Linked DNA regions of Sus scrofa: regions 1, 2, 4, 5 and 6 are each linked to region 3. The links are chromatin contacts, called in public Hi-C and HiChIP or PLAC-seq maps. All regions are on one chromosome and are shown on one strand. Each heading gives the region's core, a stretch centred on a gene start, on an enhancer-like site or on the middle of the called end of the contact. The rest is flanking DNA. Distances are from core to core; before and after follow the strand shown. Region 1 holds the start of IFT52 (intraflagellar transport protein 52 homolog). Region 2 holds the start of WISP2 (WNT1-inducible-signaling pathway protein 2). Region 3 holds the start of OSER1 (oxidative stress-responsive serine-rich protein 1). Region 4 holds the start of KCNK15 (potassium channel subfamily K member 15). Region 5 holds the start of MYBL2 (MYB proto-oncogene like 2). Region 6 overlaps PKIG (cAMP-dependent protein kinase inhibitor gamma).

The links. A called contact is a pair of places that touch in the nucleus more often than the background predicts. HiChIP or PLAC-seq counts read pairs in DNA pulled down with a chosen protein or histone mark.
Region 1: an H3K27ac HiChIP or PLAC-seq map of alveolar macrophages shows a contact between it and region 3. The contact joins the promoter of IFT52 here to the promoter of OSER1 in region 3. A contact is called at or near these places in 1 of 5 promoter capture datasets (liver), 3 of 47 Hi-C or Micro-C datasets (embryonic fibroblasts, heart right ventricle and liver) and 1 of 2 datasets of contacts at active chromatin or transcription factors (alveolar macrophages).
Region 2: a contact with region 3 is called in a Hi-C map of retroperitoneal adipose tissue, with 1.7 times the contacts expected there. The contact joins the promoter of WISP2 here to the promoter of OSER1 in region 3. A contact is called at or near these places in 7 of 47 Hi-C or Micro-C datasets (alveolar macrophages, embryonic fibroblasts, epiblast stem cells and 4 more) and 1 of 2 datasets of contacts at active chromatin or transcription factors (alveolar macrophages).
Region 4: an H3K27ac HiChIP or PLAC-seq map of alveolar macrophages shows a contact between it and region 3, with 6 times the contacts expected there. The contact joins the promoter of KCNK15 here to the promoter of OSER1 in region 3. A contact is called at or near these places in 6 of 47 Hi-C or Micro-C datasets (embryonic fibroblasts, epiblast stem cells, fetal heart ventricle and 3 more) and 1 of 2 datasets of contacts at active chromatin or transcription factors (alveolar macrophages).
Region 5: a contact with region 3 is called in an H3K27ac HiChIP or PLAC-seq map of alveolar macrophages. The contact joins the promoter of MYBL2 here to the promoter of OSER1 in region 3. A contact is called at or near these places in 3 of 47 Hi-C or Micro-C datasets (heart right ventricle, liver and skeletal muscle) and 1 of 2 datasets of contacts at active chromatin or transcription factors (alveolar macrophages).
Region 6: an H3K27ac HiChIP or PLAC-seq map of alveolar macrophages shows a contact between it and region 3. The contact joins the enhancer-like site here to the promoter of OSER1 in region 3. A contact is called at or near these places in 7 of 47 Hi-C or Micro-C datasets (alveolar macrophages, embryonic fibroblasts, epiblast stem cells and 4 more) and 1 of 2 datasets of contacts at active chromatin or transcription factors (alveolar macrophages).

The regions. Positions count from the first base shown.
Region 1 is chr17:46,207,757-46,211,566 of Sscrofa11.1, reverse strand. It overlaps IFT52 (intraflagellar transport protein 52 homolog), which reads right to left and starts at 1,611. Exons shown (of 13, transcript XM_021078178.1): 1 at 1,208-1,611. SGK2 (serine/threonine-protein kinase Sgk2) reads right to left here. Exons shown (of 15, transcript XM_021078166.1): 15 at 2,760-3,147.
Region 2 is chr17:47,129,697-47,133,905 of Sscrofa11.1, reverse strand. It overlaps WISP2 (WNT1-inducible-signaling pathway protein 2), which reads right to left and starts at 2,670. Exons shown (of 5, transcript XM_003134452.4): 1 at 2,318-2,670; 2 at 2,064-2,178. The coding sequence starts at 2,123.
Region 3 is chr17:46,684,260-46,688,569 of Sscrofa11.1, reverse strand. It overlaps OSER1 (oxidative stress-responsive serine-rich protein 1), which reads left to right and starts at 2,426. Exons shown (of 4, transcript XM_021078054.1): 1 at 2,426-2,574. It also overlaps LOC106506689.
Region 4 is chr17:47,159,128-47,163,431 of Sscrofa11.1, reverse strand. It overlaps KCNK15 (potassium channel subfamily K member 15), which reads right to left and starts at 1,944. Exons shown (of 2, transcript XM_003483962.4): 1 at 1,662-1,944. The coding sequence starts at 1,944.
Region 5 is chr17:46,254,214-46,258,011 of Sscrofa11.1, reverse strand. It overlaps MYBL2 (MYB proto-oncogene like 2), which reads right to left and starts at 1,767. Exons shown (of 14, transcript NM_001244469.1): 1 at 1,539-1,767. The coding sequence starts at 1,558.
Region 6 is chr17:47,036,070-47,039,855 of Sscrofa11.1, reverse strand. The region is part of intron 3 of PKIG (cAMP-dependent protein kinase inhibitor gamma); the gene reads right to left. Among named protein-coding and RNA genes, the nearest start is that of ADA, 34 kb to the left of the region's middle. Within about 2 kb of position 2,040, at least 37 of the 83 cell types and tissues checked have an H3K27ac peak or open chromatin away from gene starts, as enhancers often do. A contact at or near this core is called in alveolar macrophages, embryonic fibroblasts, omental adipose tissue and 2 more, where this site is marked.

The sequences.
Region 1 (3,810 bases), core at 362-2,861, 480 kb after region 3:
GCCTGGCACAGTGGGTTAAAGGATCCAGTGTAGATCACAGCGGCAGCTCAGATTCAATCCCTGGCCCTGTAACTTCCATATGCCACGGGTGTGACCATTTAAAAAAAAAAAAATTGCTTTATATAGTAAATCCCTATAAACTGAATTTTATTAATTTTTTTTGTTTTTTGGGTTTTTTTTTTTTTTTTTGTTTTTTTGTTTTTTGCTTTTTAAGGCCACACTCACAGCATATGAAAGTTCCCAGGCTAGGGGTCCAATCAGAGCTGAAGCTATCTGCCTACGCCACAGCCACAGAAATGCAGGAATTTGAGCTACATCTTCGACCTACACCACAGCTCACAGCAACGCCAGACCCTTAACCCACTGAGCAAGACCAAGGATCAAACCTGCATCCTCATGGATACTAGCCGGTTTTGGCAACCACTGAGCCACAAAGGGAACTCCTAATTTTACTATTAATTTTTTATACTCTATTTGGCCATAAGTTCCTGCTCCATTCCATACTTTTTAAATTATTACAGCTTTATAATATATATATTATAATATTTAGGAGTGTTGATAAGAGCTAACGCCTCTTATTACTCTTAATTTTTAGAATTTTCCTAATACTGTTATTCCCATATTTTTATTCTTCAGGGCGAACTTTAAAATCACTTTGTCAGGTTAAAAAAAAAAAATACCCCCATGTTCCACTGCAACTATCTTTCATGTTCTGTTGCATCCATGCCCATGCTTATTTTCACACTGTATAATACAACACTGTATTCTGCCTTCTGATTAGGTTAGTGGTTGCGTAATTACGCCATAATAAACTCAATCACCGCCTTCGAGGGCATCTTTTCCATTTTTTGCCAACATAGACACTACTGAAATTTACATATTTCTGCTTCTGCCATTAATTATTTTTTGTCGAAGGACAAATTCCTAAGAGCAGGATTCCTAGAAAAAGGGGATGAGACTAGGATATTTTGTTATGGTTTCTTGTCCAATGATCTTTCATCTTCAGCAGGATGACTAAAAATCTCCCAGTCAGAGGCGAGCTAAACGTGAGCCCAGTCTGAGGTCCGGGATCCGGGCCTATTATCTGTGCCCCACTTTTACTAAACCCTAGCAGACCCCAATTCCGAAGACGGGCCCAAAGGCCCTCGCCAACTCCTAGGCCTCCCCAACGCCCGGGCCGGTCCACCACGGTCGAAATTCCGCTTACCTGAGGCCCAGTGACCACCATCTCCACTTGACACCACCCAGCGTCCCGCGGCCAGGTATCCAAGGCCGCTTAGCAACAGCGGAGGCGAAGCTGCGCGCTTGGTAGGCGGGGACCGCGGCGTGGATCTACCTCCGGAGCTACGTGATGACGACAGAACTGAAGAAGCCGGTACACCTAGCTCGCCTAGGAGGGGGAGGGACCAGTGAGAGAGGGGGCGGGGCTAACCTCGGACTGTACTATTATTTTGGATGAGGGGTAAATCCAAATAGAACTTGTTTAACTTCAGACCAAAGATAAGCTCATTTTATTTTCTCCTTTAATATCAACTCTTATTAAAATCTGATAAAAACGACAGGCCCCGAGCGCCCAAATTTCGCTCCACTCCGAGAAAGACTAGTGAAGGCTTCCCGCAGCAGTGCGGGAGACCCAGCCTTGATCCCAAGAGCGCAGGCGCAGAGATACGCGAGGCGGGGTGCAGCCATGCGGCGGCGCGTATCCTGCGTCAGGAATGCGTGCCTCGAGTTCGCTTGCGTAATGGGAGGGTTTCAGTCCCCTGGGAGGCTGGGGAAGCCCACCGAGAGGATGGTGGACAGGTTTAGTGGGAGAGTGGGAGGTAAAACGAGGTGGTTCTTTGTGTTTGAATACCCCTGTTGTTCATTGCCAAAATGCCAGGCCTCGGATGAATCAGTGAACCCGCCCTCTGCGCATCCCCAGGCGGGGAGTTACACCTGGCCAGATCCTACCAAAAAGTAAAAATATAAACTGTTTAAGGGATCTGTGAGGGGCGGGAGCTGGGCCGACCGGGGACCCCCACTGAAAGAAGAATGGTTCAATAAAGCAAGGATTGGGGAAGGGCGTTGGGGCAGAAAGAACTGCTTATGCGGAAGAGCCACGTATGGGTTGCCCTGCAGTCGCTGTGAAAATGAGAAACCAGACAGTAGTTTCCACAAATAGGGCACTCTTCTCCCCAGCGGACTGCTCAGTGCCTGCCCTGAGCGAACGTGGATGTGTGTACTAAGCCCGCTACCTGGCTAGCTCAAACGATAAAAGCAGTCTTTGTGATTGATGTTTGTTGCAGTCTGCAGCATGTACAGAGTAGTCGGAGTTTTAGGGTCTTAAAATACAAGACTCCTGTTTCCTTTTCACACCTACTGTCACTGCAAAGTTAAGTGGAAACAGAGTGATTGTGATTTCCCTTCCTGAGGATGCTGTCTTTTGGTGCAAAATTGGGTGAGTACAGTTTGCAGTCAGTGTTTGCTAGAAGACGGAAAGAGGGCCTGCCCAGAGCACCTCTTCCACTTTTGAAGGCTGTAGAAAAAGCAAGCACCTTAGCATCAGCTGCCACCAAGTTCAGTTCCTGTTTGTGTCTTGTACCAGCTGGCTGACTTTGGGCAAGTTGCTTACTGTCTCTGAGTGAATATTTCTTATCTGTAAAGTGAGGTTAATTTCTAAATGCTGGTTTATTGTGAGTTTTGTAGATAATACCTATGAAGCTTAAAATGTGTTTAATAAACAGGTGTGAACGTGTCTGTTCTGATATTCAACAGATCAATACCGTCATTTTTCATTTTTATTTTCTATCCTGGTGAAAATTTTGTGATTTTACAGTCCTAGAACAGATAGAGCAATTATGTGTTTCACAGCCCATAGTGGGTTGTATACTTTTGACAGTACTATCACATTTCTGACAATTACACGCTCTTGCTTTTGGCTTTGGAAAGTTGGGTGAATTTTGGCTTCTCCCTCACCACGTTCCACATTTGTCTATTGGCAGACGCTATGAAGGTGGAAATCAAATCAGAGTGTTTCAGAATTACAGGTCAACGTAACAGTAGCTCTTCGTGACCTGGTTTTTGATTCCCAGTAGGTCAATGTCACTGTCATTGGTGTGTTTTCCATGGGCTTCTAACTTCATCTTCCATAATTCCTGGGGCAGTGGGCTGGGTAGACAAAAAGGTAAGGCAAAGAGTAAGAATGAGTTAAGAGAAAAGCCTATAAAATCACCAGCACACACTGGTGTTAAGAAAGTTCCCCTGTCAGAGTTCCCGTCGTGGCGCAATGGTTAACAAATCCGACTAGGAACCATGAGGTTGCGGGTTCGGTCCATGCCCTTGCTCAGTGGGTTAACGATCCGGCGTTGCCGTGAGCTGTGGTGTAGGTTGCAGACGCGGCTCGGATCCAGATTGCTGTGGCTCTGGTGTAGGCCGTGGCTACAGCTCTGATTCAACCCCTAGCCTGGGAACCTCCATATGCTGCGGGAGCAGCCCAAGAAATAGCAACAATAACAACAACGACAAAAAAAAAAAAAAAAAAAAAAGAAATGAATCCGACCAACTAGGAACCATGAGGTTCGGGTTTGATCTCTGGCCTTGCTCAGTGAGTTAAGGATCTGGTGTTGCCGTGAGCTGTTGTGTAGGTTGCAGACACAGCTCAGATCTGGTGTTGCTGTGGCTGTGGTGTAGGCCAGTGGCTACACTCCGATTTGACCCCTAGCCTGGGAACTTCCATATGCCATAAGTGTGGGCCTAAAAAGCAAAAAAAAAAAAAAAAAGTTCCCCTTGGGAGTTCCCTTGTGGTGAAGTGGGCTAAGGATCTGGCATCAC
Region 2 (4,209 bases), core at 1,421-3,920, 450 kb before region 3:
GGGTGCCTCCTTAGAAGCCAGGCTGCCAGGACATAAGTCTTCTGCTTGGCACCTGGGTCCTCACTTTGGGTTCTCTCTACCAGGCAAGCTTGACAGGGGCTGGATCTGCAGGTCTTCATATGCTAGAAGGACCACTGATAGCTCTGATGACCATGGCTGACACTCACCATAAGCACACAGAGTGCCGGGAGTTTTAATGTGCCAGTTTAACCCTCCAGTGTGAGGTACCAGCATTATGCCCATTTTAAAGATGAGGAAACTGAAGCTTAAAGCAGTGTAGACATCACCAGTAAGAGGTAGAGCCAGGATCAGAATTCAGGTTCATGGGAATCCAAGGCCCAGGCTCTTAATTGTCACACCTCCCTCTTGTCCCTAGTGGCCCCGATGCCAGCTTAGCCTCTGCCTCAACTTACCCATTTGTTCAAGAGAGATGACAACAAGTCAGGGAAGGTGTTTTAGCATAGGCACGGAGAGAGTGGCCCTCCCTGGCACCCCACCCCCGTCCTTTCTAACCACCGCATCCCGATGTTCGACTTGTCCCATCACATACTTGGTTTCCCTAGACCCTTGAGGTGGTCCCAAGGGGGCAAGAGCCCTGGGCTGGGCATCTTCCAGGCAAGAGTTGAAAGCCACGTTCTACCACTGACTTGCTGTGGGACCTTGGACTCTTCACTGCTCCATGGAGAGGGAGCCGTTTCCTCCTCAGTAAGATGGGGTGGAGACCACCTGTCTTGGAGTTGTGACAGGGATTTATTTAATGAGGTCACAGCCCGCTCTTGGTCGATGTGGCTTGGCTTGTTTCCAGGTCTCTACCGCCTGTCCCTGTCCATAGGCCTGAGCCCAGGAGCTCATAGCCTGCCTGGAAGACTTAGGATTCTCCCTCTGAGGATTATCGTGGCTTTCATGGGCACTTCTAAGTCATGCTCCACGCAGGATGCTGCCTGGCTCCCTGGGACTGGGGAAGAATAGAGATGCGGGGGGTCAGGGGAGGAGGTGAACCGTGGGTCTAGGACGGCTTCACCTCGACCTTTCATTTAACCCCAGGTGCAGATCCCCGAGTCCCCTGCTCTAAGTACCAAGCACCCCCCCCCCTCCCCGGCCTCAGGTCCTGCTCCTTCCCTTTGGGAGAACAGACAGCAGGACTGGGATGTCAGCAGGTCCTCAGCCTTCCCCCAGCCACTGCTTAGACCCGGGAGAGAGAAGTTCCTGTGATCCTCAAAGGAGCATGAAAATACCATGAGATCATGGCTTGTGGCGGGGCCAGTCTCCAGGACACCGGGAGCCTGGCATTCACTAAGGTGATGGCAGACTCAGCACTGTGGCCTTGGTCCAGGTTGAGGGTGGAGGGGCGCTGACGGCGGTCCCCACTCACCCACACCCAGGTCTCTCCGGGGCTCTACTGCCTCTATTGCTCTGATGCTGTGTGGTTTGGGGCAAGTGGCTTACCCTCTCTGAGCCTTACTTGACTGAAAACAGAAAATAATCATGGCTGATGGGGTCGTTGGGCATGCTAGGCAAGCTAGATGTTCCACAAGCCCTGTGAAAATATCCCATGAGAGAAGGTCGTTATTCCATGGGGCTGCCCCGCATCCCCCTCCAGCTGGGGTCAGCAGGCGAAGCTTCCAATCAGCCAGACACCATCATCCACTCGAATCCTAGCTCATAGGCAAAGCAGACCTTGTCTTGAGTCTCCCTGTTTATCATGAGGACACCCACTTCTTTGGAGAGGGGCTCAGAGGCGATAATCACGAAAGTCCTCTTTTAAACATTCGCCACATGCCAGATCCTGTGCTGAGCCCTTTCAATGGACTCTGATATATGACCTTCACCAAGGCCTCATGCACATTTTATCCACGCAACTGACGAGGCAGCTGAGGCTCAGAGAGGGGAAGGGATGGGTCTGAGGTCACACAGCAGAGCTGGCCAGAGACAGCTGTCTGGGCACCAGGGAGGGAAGCGGGGCTGAGCCCAGCACAGGAGGCCTGCAGGGATTCTCCCCTCCCCCACCACACCCAGGAAGCCAGCAGTACGTTTCTGGGCCGGGGGGCGGGGGAGGGCCTTACCTTGGAGAGGAGGCAGAGGAGGGAGAAGGCCAGGATGAGAGTCTGTGCTGTGCCTCCCATGTCACCGTGTTCCCCACGGAGCCAGCTTTGAGCCTGGGAGGCAGGACCTGTAAGTCTTTATGTTCCGGCAGCTGTGAGGTCACTCCCAGGCACACACACCACACACACACACACATACGCGTGCGCACACACACGCTGCCTTCGTAGTCCTATTTCTCTCCCATCCTCAGCCTCCCATTGATGAGCCCATTTACCTGAAGGTGAGACCGTGGAGGTCACCAAGGGGGTGCTTGCCAGTGTGTGTGTGTGTGTGTGTATGACTGCCAGAGCCAGTGCCAGCACTGAGAGCCTGTGACAGGCTGGCAGGGACCTCTCTAGCTCCTCCCAGCCCAAGAGGGCCTTCCCAAGCTGCAGCTGGAGCCGCTGCAGCCCTGCCCCAGACCCTCTGCCCGACCCCAGCGGGGGCTGTTGGTCCAGGAAGTACTCAGCTGACACCCCCTTTGCACAGCCGACCCAAGTCCTCCCAAACCCCATGGTTCGGACTCTGGGCAGCTCCAGCGGGCCTGCGGTTTCTGGCAGGAAGATGGGCAGCCATCCAGAGGTGGGTGTGACGCAGAGCAAAACTTCCCTGGGCGGCCTATTTGCTTTTGGCAATGAGGGACCTTCCCCGGGGGCCTGCCTGCCGAGCTCTGGAAGGCGGCCCGCAGTGGATGAACCCGTGCGGGCTGGACCTCGTGTGTGCCAGCTCTTGCAGGGCACTGCTGGGCAATCTGCAAGAACCAAATCCATTTTGCGGAATTCAACCAACTCTAAGGCCCCCTCTGTTGTGTCTTCAGCTCCCGAAATGGGGGGCAAAGCCTGGAGGGGGAGGGGAGAGTGGAAGAGCAGGTGGAATTCCTGGGACTATTGAGGGGGCCGAGGTGGGGGGGGGCTCCTGATCAGGGGGAGGGACAGCTTTCTGAAGGAGGCACCGAGGCAAAGGGGAGTTAGAGAGGGCAGAACGTTCCAGGCAGAGGGGTCAGTGTGCTAGCAGTGCCTGTTCTGGGCACCAGAGGTACCTGTGTGACTGGAGCTGACTGTACTGGGGGGCGCCATCCACAAGGGAGTAAGACCCACGCAAGTCATGCTACCAGTGTTTGGGGGGCACTTACATGTCCCAGCTGCTGGGGGAGGGGCAGGTATAAAGACATCAGCTTCGGGAGTTCCTGTCGTGGCACAGTGGTTAACGAATCCGACTAGGAACCATGAGGTTGCAGGTTCGATCCCTGGCCTTGCTCAGTGGGTTAAGGATCTGGTGTGGCCATGAGCTGTGGTGTAGGTCGCAGACGCTGCTCGATCCCGTGTTGCTGTGGCTCTGGCGTAGGCTGGTGGCTACAGCTCCGATTGGACCCCTAGCCTGGGAACCTTCCTATGCCATGGGACTGGCCCTAGAAAAGACAAAAAAAAAAAAAAAAAAAAGACATCCGCTTTGACTGTAGAAATTTGACAAAGATGATAGTAGAGGTGGTGTCGGGTGGGGGGCTGGAGAAGGTTTTGGCCCCCATCCTCTCCCCCAGCCCCCCAACATCAAAGTGATGGAGCTGGGCAGCAGAGGGGTCCAGAAGGGGGCAGTTGGCGAGCAAGAAGAGGGACTTGATCTTGGCTGCAATCCCAAGGAATGAGTTGATGGGATGGAAATTGAAGATGAAAATGTGGGATGTGATCATTTATGGCTGGAGGAAGTGGTTGAGGGTGAGGGTGGGGTGTCCACAGACTTGAAGAGAAGGAGAGGCCGTGTTATTTATTAAGGCTTATGTTTCAGTCAGAGGCATGCCGATTTTACACCCAGAATGGGTCATTTCCAAGCCTCCCCCTGCCTCCTTCATATAGCAAAAATGTCACCAGGGATCACTGTGGGATGAAATAAATATATTTCATGGACGAACCGGATTTGCCCTTACCAAGCAAAAACAATACCCTTTAAGTCCACACGGTTTCACTGTTCCAAATTTTAAACACAAATCAAAACCCTAAGGAGTCACTTAGAATGACAGAATTAAACTACCTACGTCTTCCATCCATCACGTTTCTTTGCATCTCCTATTGCGACACAGAAAGATGTGATACCACAGAGCTGGGGACAGGAACAGTACTTGCCGCAAGCGCG
Region 3 (4,310 bases), core at 1,177-3,676:
GTGCATTAAGTTGATAAATGCCAAGTCAATTTCCTGAATATAAAATCTCCACATTAGGTTCAAGGCTTTTTCTGTGGCTGGAAAGATCCTGTGCTGCTGGTGTAGGAGGCAGTCTGGCTTTGTTCCCACACATCACATGCTTTGTGGCTTCTGTCTCTCATTCTAAGTCATGAGGTGTCAAACAGTGAATCAGGCCTATATATGACTTGGAATTTCAGGCCACATCAGGGGGTGTGAGTTAACAGACTTTCTTCCCCAGAGGTTCGCCTTCCAAATACTCCCTGAGTAATGAGCCACATCCTCAGAAAGCATCCAGCTTTACGACAGAGACACGCGTACCTAAAAGGAAGCCTGGAGTTTCTGTCGTGGCACAGTGGTTAGCGAATCCGACTAGGAACCATGAGGTTGTGGGTTTGATTCCTGGCCTTGCTCAGTGGGTTAAGGATCCAGCGTTGCCGCGGGCTGTGGTGTAGGTCGCCGACACAGCTCGTATTCTGAGTTGCTGTGGCTCTGGCGTAGGCCAGCATCTACAGCTCCGATTAGACCCCTAGCCTGGGAACCTCCATATGCCGCGGGAAGCAGCCCTAGAAAAGGAAAAAACACCCCCAAAAAAAAATAAATAAATAATTACAAATAAATATAATAAATAAAATAAAAGGAAGCCTTTTAAAACTTTAGTTTTTAGTATTTAATGCCATCATAGATGGAAATGAGGTAAAATGAAGCATGCCCCAAAACTGTACACAGCACAGCACCTACTCACCTCCAGAATTCAACTCAACTAGATACAGTCCCTGCCTTCAAGGTTGTGTGGTTTTATCTGAAGCAGTATTTTTGACTAACAGCTTAAAAACATGTATTTGGTCTTAATGAAATTCACGTGGCAACTTCTGAGGGGAAAAAAATGCATCATATTTTCCTGCTTCTTATTCTAAGATATACTGAGAGATGGTAAGCAGTGGACTGCCAGGCTTTTGAGACTGTTTAAATCCTGATTCGGTCACTTCCTAGCACTGTGACACAGAAGAAGGGAGCTAGAACAAGCTAATATCTGAATCCCAGTCATCCTCATCTGTTGTGTAAAATTACAGGAATATTAAACGTGCAAACACGTGCATGGTTGCTGCAAAGAAGCGGGGAGCCATCATTAGAATTTGGTTTGATGTTGGGACTTAACAATTAACAGGTTTCTTTCATCCCTTGTCAGTTACTGAGCCTCTGGTATGAACAAGGATTTAAAAAGGTACCCAGGGCCCAAGACATGCTTTAACAATCTTATAAAATAACCTGTAGATTCCATCCTCAGACATGGGCCAGGCATTCCAAAGTCTGGCTATAGTTAAGTTGAACATACCAAGCTATTTTCAGCAGCCTATCCAATTAGGTGATTATAGCTAAGGTACTGGGGAGTGGGAGGGTCCAGTTTTGGTTCAAGTGACAACCTCACACAAAGGTTGGCCAGAACCAACTCGAGCCCATTTTACTGAGGAAGAGCATCTTTTCCCACAAAGCTCTGAGAAGTGCGGACGTGGAACTGGGGCATGGTGAGTGAGCTGGTGTTGGAGGGAGTAGCAGCCGTTGCTCAGCCCATCCCTTCTCTGTCTGCCATCCAAGCAACCGTCGGAGTCCTACAAAAGGAAAAGATCCCTAAAAATTACCTGCTTAGGTGAACTGCCCAAACCTTTTTGCAAAATTTGGTATGCCTGTGCACGTCTCTGTCGAGGCGGCCTACGATTCTCACCAGATTCTCAACGGAGTCCATGCCTGAAAACAACGAGATGTGCTGAAGCAGTCCAACGTCCTCATTTAACAGAATGGAGAAAGCCAGAGAGGGAAACAACAAAGGTATTTTGTAAACGCATTTCAGTTCCAATTTCGGCCTAATGTTCACGGTACTAGCTGTGTCGGATTCCCCCTTGCTTTTCTGCAGCCCTGGGGGATCCCCAGGAGGCGAAGGCTGGTGTTCGAGCCCCAGCGATACCGCCGGCAGTCCAGATTCGCGCATCCAGGAGACTCGCGCGGAGCGTTCAGAGGTGGCTCCGTTGCGTAAAGATCCACCCACCTGGGCCTCACCTCGCGGAATTCCGTAGCCTTGTTGACTCCAGGTAGCGCTCCAAGCACAGGGAGACCGCGGAAAATCGAGGTGGCTCCGTGACAGCGAGAAACAACCCTCACTCACCCAGTCACTCACCTGACCAAGAGAAGGAAGCAGGCATGCCCCAGAAAGCCATCCCCAGCAAACTCTTTGAGAAGGGAGGAGCGAGCGAAGAGAATAACAGGAAGTGGCGTCAGGCGCACGTGTTTTGAGAGGGGCGGGTGCAAGGCGTTTGAGAGGCGCGGCTACAGCTCCGCGCCTGCGCAGTCGCTGCCTGCCGCGCTGCCGAGTCACGGGGGGTAGGAGGAGCGCGAACAGGGGGCGGGGGGCGTGCCCGAGTGACGCAGGCGCAGAGCGACTCCGGAGGAGCGGGCCGCCCCCTCCGCGGGTTTAGATCCGGGTCAGTCAGGCGCGACGATCGGGGAGAGACGATCTGAACTGACGAGACTGGCTCACCGGAGCGACCCTGCCGCGAGGAGGTGAGTGCCCAGACTTGACGGAGAAGCTCCGTAGCACCGCGTCTCGGCCTCGAGGCCCGGCCTGGCAGCGGGCAGCCGCTTCTGAGCCCTCTCGCGTCGCGTCGCGTCGTCCCACGGCTCTGGCTGTCTGGGCCCAGCCGGGCCTGCGCCTCTCCGCGCTCCGTCCGCCGCCGCGGCCTGGCACTACCCGAGCCCCGCTCTCTTCGCCCCTTCCCGCCTCCGCGACCCCCGCCCCGCGCCTCCGCCCTCTCCCGCCTGGCCGTAGCTTCCCCTTTTCGTCCTCCTCGGCAGCCCTTTGCCCCTTCCCGCCCTTTTCCGCGCCCCAGTCTCGTTGGCTGCCGCTTCGGCTTTGCTCCCTCCTCCTCCTGCATCCCTTGCCCCTTGGCCCTACTGTATCCTCTCCTTTTGGCCCGGAGAGTATCCTCAGGGGGCGACTTCCAGCTGCAGGACCTCGGGCGGGCAGAGCTAAGGCCCTGGACAGCTCCCCGCTATCCGAACCCCTCAGGTTCTGAGCCTCCCTCTCCCCAAATCCTGTTGAACCACGACCGATCCACTTTCTGGGTAAGAAGAATTAACATCGGGCTCTAGTACCGAGAGTTTAGGGAGTTGAGTGGGTAGAAGAGACACCCGGGTCGATTGTTTGAACCTAGTTTTATTTGCGCCTTGCAGAGTTGCTGGATTCGGTTTTCTTTCCCGAACTCCACGCTTCCTGGTGGGTTGGGAAATTTTCTAAATATTTTAACATTGTGATGACACGCTTACGCGCAGATCTTTTATTGATCGTTCTCCGGTCTTTTCAGGGTCCTGGAAATTTGGACCTAGGCCTGACGTTCGAAGAGGTCTCGGTTAAAACTGCAAGATGTAAATAAGATTGTGACCCATAGCTTTTGTTGACAATCAGAGAAAATCAGGAATTTGCCCTTTTGATGAAGGAACTTAGAATAATTTTGGTTTTTTTTGAAAGGCTAAGGAAAATCCGAGGCCCTATGTTATTTGACTTAAGGTAATTTCTAATAGGCCTTTTAAAAAGTTTGATCTTTGAGGGGGATCGTTCAATTTCAAGAAGTTAGTGTAGTAAAAAACGGCAGAAATCCATCCCACAAATTTATGAATTTATCAGTGAAGAAGGGGAAAACGATACATGTTTCACTGAGTTATTTAGCTCTTGATTTGAGTGAATGGGAGGCCGGGAATAGGGCGGAGCATAATAAGCCTTTTTGTAATTACAAACATGTTATGATTTAGCTCTTCAGGTCATGCCTAAGATTCACCTTTGCTCTGGGTTAATATAATTGAGGGAAAAGGTGAGTCATCAGAATGTTGAAAGTCTCAAAATAGTTTAGATGGAATGTCATTCCTAATGTTTTAGTCTGTGCCAGTTTTATTTTGGTCTGTTTTGGTTGTTAAATGATGGATCTTTTAATGTGTCAAGAAAGTTTTAGTGTGTCAGCTAGGTTTGTATTAACATCTAGAGTTAGGACTATATAATTAAAAGTTCCATATCGGGGCGCAAAACATCTTAGTGCAGTGTTAGGGCAAGAATGAGATTCTAGTTCTGATGTCAGGTTTATCCTTGTATCCCTAAGCACCCAGTCTAGTGCTAAAGCATATAGTAGGAATTCTGTCAATACTAGTAGATGTGATGTGTACTGATCTCCAGAGAAGCCAGAAGAAAGTTTGTGTGGGGTCTGCAGAGATGGGTAGACTGGCTCAGATGATTTCACTCTATAAGGGCC
Region 4 (4,304 bases), core at 695-3,194, 480 kb before region 3:
CCCCAGTTCCTTTCCTCTCTCCCAGATGCAGGTGCGAGGGGAGCAGCCAAGAGAAGAGGCCAAACCCAGCTGGGAGGCCTCCAAAAAAATGTGCAGGAGAGCAGAAGAGATGGATAATGCCCCATACCACTAGGTGCAGTGACAGGGAGGGTCTTAGGCTGAGCCCAAATAAGGAAGTAGGGATGCTCGTGTTGACAGGAGGGATCAAATGGGCTGAAGGGGAGCTGGGTGCACAGTTGGCAAATAACGAATTGTTATTATTGCTAATTAAGAGCTCCTACTTAGCCTCAGGCCTTGTGCTGTACATTTCACACACGTGACCTCACTCAAACCTGGCAATCGGCTAGTAAGATAGCAACAATTGCATTTTGGGGGGGTCTTTTTGCCTTTTCTAGGGCCGCTCCCGTGGCATATGGAGGTTCCCAGGCTAGGGATCTAATCGGAGCTGTAGCCACCGGCCTACACCAGAGCCACAGCAACACGGGATCTGAGCCGCGTCTGCAACCTACACCACAGCTCACGGCAACGCCGGATCCCCAACCCACTGAGCAAGGGATCGAACCCGCAACCTCATGGTTCCCAGTTGGATTCGTTAACCACTGCACCACGACGGGAACTCCAACCACTGCATTTTGTGTTTGAGGAAACTGGGGCTCAGAGAGGTACAATCAATTGCCAGAGAAGGCAGAAGGCAATAGAGATGAGACCAGAACTCTGGTCTATGTAATTGTAGAACTCAGGCTTTTAACGCCACTGCTAAACCCACAAACTCACATTGACTTGCAGGAGAATTATGGAGGAACTTTCTCCAAGGCACTGGCTTCCAGGGTGGTGGTCAGGTGCCTGGACATCCACAGCTGGGGCCTGGGGAGTGGCTGGCACCCAGCGTGGAGTCCTGCAGAGCCTGCTTCTTTCCTATTCTGCTTTCCCAGGCTTAGGCTCTGCAGGTACCAGCCAGGCGGTAGCCATGGCAACGGCTGGCGGTCCAGATGCTACTGAGAAAGTGCTCTGGATCCCTGAGGGTGAGGTCCAAAGCTGGTAGTAATCAGTCATTCCTTCAACAAATATTTACTGAGTGTCTACTACAGGCTAGGTACTGGCCATACAGCAGTGACTAAGAACCACTAGGTGCCTGTTCTCTTTCACATCATAATACAAAAATTCATCTTTTTTTTTTAGTGCTTTTCTATGTGTCAGGCCCCGTGCTAAAACTTTATGCATTTATTTTCTGCTTAATAACTGTCTCACCACCGCCTTGACAAAGGGCCTATTGGCCCCTCTATTTTACAGAGGAGAAAACTGAGGCTCAGAGAGGTTAAGCAGCTGGTCTGGGGTCACACAGCTAGTGCGAGGCAACCAGGCAAAGAAACAACTCCAGCCACTTGGACTTCCGGCCCCACTCCATCCATCTCCCAGCCCCTGGGGGCGATTTCTGACACCCCTGCGGCCAGCCTCTTGGCTAAGGGGACCTAACGGCTTCTCCAGCCTTGCCTGTGTGGAACAGCCCATTCGACAGAGGGAGGCAAGTGAGGCTCGGCGAACTGAAATGACTGGTCCAAAGTCACCCAGCTGGGCAGGGGCAGAGGTAGGATTCAAAGCCAGGACGCCACGGGCGGCTGGGGACGGAGCGAGCGCCGAGGGGAGGCGCCGGGGCCGCTCACCGATGGTGGTGATGACGGTGATGGCGAAGTAGAAGGAGCCGGCGAACTTCCACTGGCGGCCGGCGCGGTGCGGCTCGGCTTGCAGCGCCAGGCGCTCCAGCTCGCGGTAGTCTTCCGTGGAGAAGCCGTACTTCCTCCGCAACTCGCTCCGCTTCTGGGCCAGCAGGCGCTTGCGGCCGCTCTCCGCCTCCGACTCGAGCGCGTCGAAGACGGCAGCGCCCACCAGCAGGTAGGACAGAATGCACAGGATGAGCGCGGCGGTGCGCAAGCTCTGCTTCCTCATCGCGGAGCCCGGGGCCCCGCTCTCGGGCCCCACAGCTCGCCCGCCGCCGCCGCCCCGTCCATGCGCCCCGACGGCTGCCTGGCGTCGGCGGAGCCAGGGCTGCGGGAGGCTGGGGTGCGGCTCTCGGGGGCGGGGCCCGGGCTCCCAGGGGCGGGGCCTCGATAGGGCGGGACGAGGAGCAGCGAGCGGGCTCCTCCAGGTGCGGCCTCCCTGCCGCCTCCTGCGCATCTGTCTTGACCTGGTGGTGCCCCGGTGCTAATACATCTGCAAATAGTGACAGTTGGAGCAAAGCTCCCAAAGCCCAGGTCTGCAGGGGCCCTGCCTCCCCCGCTATGTCGTCCTGTGACCTTGGGCAAGTCATTCCTTCCTTTGATCAGTCATTCAACACATATTTACCCAGCACCCACCGGTGTAGAGAGTCCTGGTGTAAATAGAGCTGATTATCCTAGGAAGGAGGGTTGGCTCGAAAGCAAACAAAACAAAAAGATAATTTAAGACAAGTGTGAAAAAGAAGGAACACATCGTTTCTTGCGCGAGTTGGGGTGGGAGGGCACTGCCAGCTAAGGTGGTGGGAGACAGCCTCCCAGAGGAGTGACTGGAGCTGGAGCGTCCAGGCAGCAAGTGCGGGTCCTTTAAGCACAGCAGCCAGTGTGTCTGGAGCCACAGTAATTGGGATGCTGGGGGACGGGGCGGTGGAAGGAAGACAGAGTCCATTTCACACAGGGTTTCACAGGGCCTCCTGAAGGTTTATTCTTCAGTATAGTAGAAAACCCCAGAAAGGCTGGAAGCAGGAAAATAAACACCAATGATCTGATTGACATTTAAAAAAAAAAAAAGGGGCACTCTGGCTGTCACGTGGAAAAGGGACAGTGGCTGAGAGTGGAGGCAATTTGGAGACTCTTGTCATCCAAATGCATGCTGAGGGTGGCTTGGAGCACACGGTTCATGAGTCCTGGTCGTGAACACAGCTGGAACCAATGAGGTCTGAGGTCAAATTCCAGCTTGTCCCCTTTCTAGCTGATTCCCTGTGGACAGAAAACATCTGCTTCTCTGTGCCTTGGTTTCCCATCTGAGAAATGGGGGTGATGGTCATGCCCACCTCCTAGGACCATGTCAAGCATTATAAAAGACACCGTGTGTCCCTTTCCAGGTACCCAGTAGCTACCTTCCCTCCCTTTTTTACAACAGACGGTCACCGGCAGGTGTCAAGAATTCTTTTTCCAGAAGCAAGGCAAGACCGAGACTCTGGGGTGCTGTCCGCACTATGCACGCTTAGAGATGTTGCTAAGGGACCCCTCACTTCTCAGTGTGGGAAGCCGGGCTGCGGAGAAGAGACCCGATTTGCCAAGTCCTCACAGCTGAGCAGTGGCTGAGTCAGGACTTGAACTTGGGGCTGTCTTGCCCTCAAGGTCACAGTCCTTCTGATACACTGCACCACCTGGTCAGGCAAGATGCTGGGGGCTTTAGCACCCTCCCGTGGCCTCTCCGGACTTCACTTTCCTTGTCTCTAAGGTGGGTCTGCAGAGCAATGGTGGCTGCCTGCCCCCCCAACCATTGTAAGCATCCTCTGAGATGCAGTTGAGAGGTGCTTTGTCAGATGGACCCGCTGGGGGTGAGTTTTATTGGGGCCATGGGGAGCTGTCTGGCCCTGCCAGGCAGGTGACTCTGCCCTGTGCTTGGCGTTTTCGGTTCAGCGGCTCTATTTTAAGCCAGAGGAGGTTAGCGTTTGTTATGTGTCTTTCTCAGCTTGGAGAACTGTCAGCTGAGCAGTCACCAAAAACAGCAACACCCCAAGGCACCCCCTGTAGCTCCCCCGCCCTCTGCTTCCCCTCTTCTTTTTCCTTGGGGAACCTGAGGGGACCTAGTGATTTTCCTCTCTCCTTTCATGCCAGACTCACACCCAGGACCCATCAATGAGACCTTAGATCTTCCTTTCAGAGCAGCAAAGTTGCCAGCCTTGGGGACAGTGAGAGAGGTAATCCCAGTCCCCAGAGTCCCTGGACACCTTTCTTTTCTTTTTTCTTCTTTCTTTTTTTTTTTTTTTTTTTTAGGGCCACACTCGTGGCATATGGAAGTTCCTAGGCTAGGGGTGGAATTGGAGCTGCAGCTGCCAGCCTACACCACAGCCACAGCGCCAAGGGATCTGAGCCGCATCTGCGACATACACCACAGCTTGTGGCAACACCAGATCCTTAACCCACTGAGCGAGGCTAGGGATCAAACCTACATCTTTATGGATCCTAGTCAGGTTCTTAACCCGCTGAGCCACAATGGGCTCCTCTTTCCTTTGCTTTTGAAAAAAAATGTTGGCCACACCCTCAGCATGCAGAAGTTCTCAGGCCAGGGACTGAACCTTAGTC
Region 5 (3,798 bases), core at 518-3,017, 430 kb after region 3:
TGCCAAGTCCACAGAGCCAGGCTCCAAACCCCGCACCTTCATGTCCTCGTGTTGCAACCCCAGTCGGAAAAGCAGAGGCTAAGTCAGTGGGGGCAAGCACGGGTCGGTCCAACACAGCCTCTCTGTGCCCTCCCTTCCATGTGCTGGGCTCTGCTCCAGGTGGGGTGAGTCAGAAGCTGAGCAGGAAGTAGAGCACTGGTGCATTGGAGGGTTACGGCGAGTGGCCGGGAATCAAACTGAATGCTGTGGGGTTCCAGGGTGCAGAATCCATCCCTCACCTGGGAGAGGGGGGGATCCTCCACTGAGCCCCAAGGGAGAAGTGGCAGAGGACTGAGGTGGGGCTGTCCAGGGCTTTGCTGTTGCCTGGAGTAACACTTCCTGAACCAGAAATCAGGACAGGGCCTGACACAAGTACCTGCCCATAAAACAACAACTCCTGGGAATTAGAGCTGCCCTGGGAAATCGTGGCCTGAGGAAGACACACCCGGAGCCTGACCACTGCCCAGGGACCAGATGCTTCCTCGCTGAGAGGAACTCTGGGGAAAGCCAGTAACCATTACTTCTCTATGGGCTGGGCCTGAGAGGCCAACACCATCTGCGGGGGTTGGGGTGGGGGTGGGGGTGGGGGGGGTATGGTTATTTGGGCTGCACGAATCCAGGGAGGGAGCAGGGCAGAACCCCGTGGTCTTCCACGACTCCCAGACTGGGTGAGAAGCCCAGAGCCCAGGCACCGGGCGCAGAGGTGTACGACAGGGACCTGGAGCCCCCAGACGTGGATCCTGGCTTGCCTCTGCCACTCAATCTCTTGGAGGGATACGTAAAATGGAGACCGCAGTTCTTGCCTCGGCTCTGGGGGCTGCTGGCTCAGAGCGGGCTCCACACACATCAGTCTCTTTTACCCTCGCTCTCAACCCCAGCGGCCCCAAACTCATGTGTAACTGGAAGGCAGGTCTCCGAAACTAAACCGAGTTGGGGCCCGGAACCCAGGTGGCGGAGGACAAAAGAGTCCCTCCCCACCCCAGCATCCTTCCCAGGTCGAGGGAGAGAGCTCGAGGCGCTCTGTGCTTCCCAGAACATTAAGAAATGCCCACCGGCAGATCCGAACCCCCAAAGGCTGGAACGACAAGTGTCTTTCAACCTTTGGCCTCCCGCTCGCTTCCACTTGGAGAATCACTTCTCCACAGGTCGCCTCTCTCCTCGGTAAAGGCCGGCTGACACCGCCGTCCCACCCCCATCCCGCAATTAGGCGGGAGACAAAATGACATCATGCAAGGCTTGGCCCGGGTCCCAGGAGACCTGCCCGCCCCGGCTCCGAGGCCCAGCAGGCCCGGGTGGCAGAGTGAGGGGCCGCGGAGAGACCCTCGGCTTCACGCGCGCCCTCGCGTCAGGCGACCCAGAACGCTGCGTTTCCTGCCAACCCTACCGCGGACCAGCCCAGAAGGGCCACGACGAAGGTGGGGGTGGGGACAGAGGTCGGGGTGAAGGGAGATGGGGTCTGGGGAGGGGGGAGGGGCCCTCAGCAGCCCGGCTCCGCTCACCCGCGCGTCCGCCGAGACATCCCCCCGGCCCGGGCCGCGCCGCGCTCGCCCGCCCGCCGGCTGAGCCCGGAGCGGGAGCCGGGCCGGGGTCAATGTACGAGCTGCTCCGGCCGCTCCTGGCCCCGAGGCCGTGATGCGATGCGTCAGCGTGGCCGGAGGTCCCGCTGCGGCTCGAAGTGGCTGCGACCGCCGCCGCCGCCGCCGGCGCGCACAGAAGAACTTTTCTATCTCCCGCCAAGCGCGTCGGCGCCGCCCGGGCCTGGCGCGCGGGCGGGCTGGCGTGCGCGTGGGCGGGGCCAGCGGACGGGAGGGCGGGGCCGCGGGTTGCGCGTGGGGCGGGGCTGAGGGCGGGGGCTGCTCAGGGGCGGGGCCGAGGGCGGGAGGACAGTGCTCTAGGCAGATCACGGAAGCCCCAGGACAGGGAGGGTGTGGGTTAGGCTCTGAACCCGCAGTCAGATGATTTGAGGCCTGGCCTGAGACCAGAGTGATCCCGGAGACCCTGGAGGAAAGACTGAGAAGTGAGCCCCAAGGATGGGAGAGTGAGGCGAGGGAGATGGCCTGTAGGAAAACCCCAGCGTTAATCCAAGCCTGTCCTGCATCCCTACAGCCCCCACCCCAAAGAGGCCCCTCACCCCACCAAGACCAAGGCTGCACCGTGGAACCATCTCCCTGCTTCCAATCCGGCTTCGAATTCAATGGTTCCAGCTCCTCACCTGGACTCCTGGCAGCTCAAAGAGAGCCTCCCAAACCTGATCTTGCCTCTCCAGAATGTATAAATTCAGTCCTCTCCCTCAGGGTAAAACACTCCATAATCAGGCTTATAGAATTCCACCAGATCACCACCCTGCCCCAAACCAAAGAAAACTTGCTAGCCTCCTGGCCTTTGCTTGGGCCAGGAACACTTCCCACTCCTCTCACCTGACTAGTTCCTGTTTATCCTTAGGTCCTTGGTTACAATCTGCTTGTTGGCTTCTGTGTTTCCCAGTTTGAACTATGGGCTTGCCAAGATCCAAGTGGTCCCTCAACTCACAACAGTATCCCCAGTGCCCAGAATTTAGCTGTTGTATTGAATTCCCTTTACCACATGCTTAAACTCCTAGAGGCTTAGCCAGGATTTTCCATTTTAAGTTGCCACTTACAGTTTACCTCCTGAGTTTCACGGCACATTATGAAGGAGTGCCGAGAGGAAGGTAAATGAAGTATGAGCCAGGAGCCTTGGGGGATCTTGCTGACCCTCAGCCTCTTAGCCATGGCTTATGCCTCAGATCTCTCTTCCAGAAACTTCTGGCCACTTAGGGACAGTCCAGCCAGCTGCTGCAAACCTCATTTACCACAGAGGAACACTGACATCTTACATGTTAGAAGCTTCCATATCAATTAATTCAGGGCTTCCCCCCCATAAAGTAATTCAGGTAGACACCCCCTCTTCATTGCTAGAGCATAATAATTAAGAGTACAGACTCTATAGCCAGGTTTCCTAGGGTTTGATTCCCAGCTCCATCATTTACTGGTTGTGTGATCATAGGCAATTTTTTTTTTCCGGTCTTTTTAGGGCTGCACCCACGGCATATGAGGGTCCCAGGCTAGGGGTCGAATCCGAGCTGTAGCTGCCGGCCTCTGCCACAGCCACAGCCACGCCAGATCCGAGCCTCATCTGTGACCTACACCACAGCTCATGGCAATGCCGGATCCTTAACCCACTGAGGGAGGCCAGGGATCGAACCCTAAACCTCATGGTTCCTCGTCACATTTGTTTCTGCTGCACCACGACGGGAACACCTATAGGCAAATCATTCAACTCCTCTGTGCCTCAGTTTCCTCACCTATAAGAATGAGATTTATCAGAGTTCCCTGGTGGCTCAGCAGGTTAAGGACCTGGGGTTTTTACTGCTGTGGTTCAAGTCACCACTGTGTTGAAGTTTTGATCCCTGGCCTGGGAACTTGTGCGTGTTGCAAACATGGCCAAAAATTTTTTTTTAATGAGATTTATCAAAAACTTAGATAACTTTTACTATGTGCCACCCACTATTCGGCATGCTTTATAAATTTTTATTCATTTAATCCTCATAACAACCCTATGAGGTAGTATTAGTCTGATCTTCTTTTGGGAGATGGGGACACTGAGACAGACCTCCCCCAGGTCACATTGCTAGTAAATGGCAAAGCAGAGATTCAAACCTGGCCTGTCAAGTCCTACAGTCTATGCCCTTAATCACTACATTGGTACTGACTTTGTGGGGGTGGTTGTAGGATTCAATAA
Region 6 (3,786 bases), core at 791-3,290, 350 kb before region 3:
GGTGGAGAACCAAGACCCCAAGGATGCTGCTGAGCTAGTAGGGGCTGATCACATCTGTGGCTTGGTCCCTGATGGGTTTGGGCTCCTGAATGATCAGATCAGAATTTTCGAAGATGACCCTGGCACTTGGGATGAGAAGTCCTGGAAAGGGGCCAGTTAGGGGGCCCCTGTACCAATTCAGGTGGGACAGGACAGTGGGTGGAAGAAAGAGGTGAGGATGGGCAGACGGGCTCTAGATGTTATCCGGAGGATGAATCAACAGGACCTGGTGCCTGGCTGATGGGGCAGTGAGCTTTCTGGCATAAGTAAGGAGGTGGACAGAAGTGTCATTTGTGAGATGGGGAGTGAAGGTGGGTGGGGATTACGAGCTCTGTTTGGCCACGTGCGCCATGGCTGTGAGCTCTCCAAGGGGAGAGGGAACGAGGGGGCTGGAGCGCCCAAGAGAGACAGGGGAAGGGATGGAGAGGAAGGACAGGAAGGAGTTATTGCTGCAGAGATGGAGGTTAACACACCGCTGGCTGACTTTCCAGCCAGGGAGAGAACAGAGACCCACGTATATAAAGAAGAGCCATGTACATGTAAAAAAGGATCTGGAGATCATGCTATGCCCTGTATTAAAGCTGACTGCTTGAGACACCCTAGAACGTGTCATTATGGTCTTGATGATTTTCATACGTATGTACTTGGATGCACCATGAGTTATCTGATAAGCCCCTAGAAGTGAACATGGAGATACCTTCCCATTTCCTCCCATTGCAGACACACTAGGTCTTTATGTAAATATCTGTTCCTGTGTCTAGTTACTTCCTTTTATTCCTAGAAGCAGAATTACTAAGCTAAAGGGAAGGGTGAAATAAGACGCATGTTTTGACACATTGCCAAGTTACCTTCCTGAATGCCATTAGGGGTATTTATAACAACTTAAAAAAATGAGGAAATGAAACTTACAAGTCCAGTATTCCCACCGCAGCCCGTGAGACTGTCCATTTATCTGCACCCTTGTCAACAATGGGTATTGCTCATATATATATAGCTTATATATATATATATACACACACACACACACACACACACACACACACACATAGCTAAAAGTCTCATCTGCTAAGAGGATACAACTATTTCCCTTTGAGCACCTATGGTTTTCTGAAAGCAAGCAAATCACACAGTCAGGACATGGACTCTGGCTAATTGGGTAAGCCCTGAGTTAGGAAGCTGGTGGGGGGCAGGTGGAGGCAAATGCCAATGCTCTCTATAGTGTTAGGGTGTTTACTGCACATGGTCAAGGATAGGGAAGCTCCCAAATGTCCCTCAAAAGACTAGGCATTACATGAATTATAAAGTATTCATCAAAAAAAAAAAAAACACAAAAAAACCCTGCACCAAATGGACCTGTACTTGGCATGGCAAAGTGTCTGAGATAAACTGTTAACTGAAAAGCGCAGGTTGCAAAACAACACCTTAAAGAAAATCCAGTTTCTATGAGAAAAGACAGCGGATACCAAACAAAACAAAACAAAAAACTCCCCAAAAACAACCTTCCCAAACGTGGTAACTCGTGACTTAGGGGAACCTTCACTTCTAAGACTATGTGTTTATAATGGCAGGAGTTTTTATAAGCCCAGGTTATTGCGCAACACTTTCAGAAAGTAACTGACATTGGCAGAAAGTGCCCAGGGTGGGGCTCAGTAAGTGCTGTGTGTGTGTGTGTGTGAGAGAGAGAGAAAGAGAGAGAGGGAGCGGGGGAGAGAAAAGGGGCTGGCCAGTACGGAGGGCTGGACCCACATCACCCCCACAACACGTAGCTCAGAGGAGACACCTGTAAGAATACATTAGGGGCACTCAAAGATCAGACGGGGAGACAGGGAGGTGTCCTGTAGTAGAAAGAGAAAAAAGAACATGAGCCATGATCTTGAGCTATGAACCTGGCTGTACCACCAGATCTTGAGCAAAACTGCCCCTTCTCTGAGCCTCCATGACCCCTTCCGTAAAAGAGAGTAAAGGCAGGGCCAGACTTCCGTCTAAGGCAACCCCTACCAGCTCCAGCAGAGGGTGCACCCCGCCTATTTTCTAAGCTGTCTTGAGAGAATGAAGTTGCCCTAGTTGTGCTTTGGCTCCTTCTCAGCAATAAAACACAACACAACAAAACACCCCCTCCCCCCCAACCCTCTGACATCCCCGGGTGGTGGTTCTGTAGGTCCCAGAACTTTCACATCTACTCTCTCCCTCTGGGGAAACTGCTCAAAGCTTCAGAACAGGAGAGTGTCCAGCTGCAGTAACAGTAATGACACCGGATACAAATTACAGTGACAGTTCTAACAATAACAGTAAACAACATTTACTACTTTATGTTTCCACATCTCGCTTAGTAAACTGCCACAGAGGCCTCTGAGGTCAGGGCGGTGACTTTACAACCATGACTTAGGAAAGTCTCCGGTGGACCCGTACCTGCCGATGGGAAGGACGGACCCTGGCAGGTCACACCAGCTCCCGAGCCCCGTCTCCTCAGCCCTCTTCCTCCAACTGGAGTGTTGGGCCCACAAGAATGGGTATTTCTGTCTGGATTTTCACCAGGCTAGACTGAAGGCCTAATCCTGGCAAAGTAAATCTCAGACAGGCATTTGTTGAGCACATTAAATCTGAGTCCGTCTGTCTACCTACCTTCCCAGCATCTCTCTTCCCCTATCTGTGGAATGACAGAGTGACTCCTCAGGACCGGTGGGAAAGGCCTCTGTCCGCCGCAGGCGGCTGTGCTGAGGTTCCAGTCCCGGATCTCCAGCATCGCCACTGTGGGATGGATGGAGTTACGGGTTCCATCTACAAGGCCAGCCTCCTGCTGGAACAGACACCCTGGGGCTTTGGCTCCTGCCCCTGCCCAGCTGACTTTCCTGCCTTGGAAAGGGAAGGGTGCTGGGCTCAAGACCCAATCCTGGAAACCCCTAACTGAGGCCAGCGCGCTCCGGCTGCCACCCCCATCCCCCAGGGAAAGGCCATTCCAAAGATGGGTCTGGGGTTTGTGGGCCTGGGGAGCTCGCTGACACCTGCAGCGCAAGCACACAATCTCATTTTTCTTCAACATTCATATTCTCCCCTCACGCTCTGCTCTTAAGAGTCAACAACAAGTGGAGGAAGGAAAGAATCCTTAGAGTTGGAAACTGCATCAGAAAATGATCCTTCCAGACAATGAAGTGCCAGGACCTCTCTGAGGGGGAACTTGACAAGACGCATCAAGAAACCCCAACTTGGAGTTCCCGTCGTGGCACAGTGGTTAACGAATCCGACTAGAAACCATGAGGTTGCGGGTTCGATCCCTGTCCTCGCTCAGTGGGTTAAGGATCCAGCGTTGCCATGAGCTGTGGTGTAGGTTGCAGATGCGGCTTGGATCCCGCGTTGCTGTGGCTCTGGCGTAGGCCGGTGGCTATAGCTCCGATTGGACCCCTAGCCTGGGAACCTCCATACGCCGCGAGAGCGGCCCAAGAAATGACAAAAAAACAAAAAAAAGAAACCTCAACTTTTTTCATGTCTTCAAGCAAGCCACTAAGTCGGCTTATAATACTTTATTCTAAGAAAGTAATCCACGTTGTGCATGAGGATAAACGTTCAGAGATGTTCATCACAGTGTTACTTATAATAGTCAAAGAACTAAATACCCCAAAATGAGCTCCTTAAGGACACGTCAAATGTCTCAAATGGACAACAGAGAAATATACACATATTTATATACAAATGAAGTACCATTCGGGTATTGTGGTGAATTTTTTAAGAGACAAGGGGAAATGTTCACAC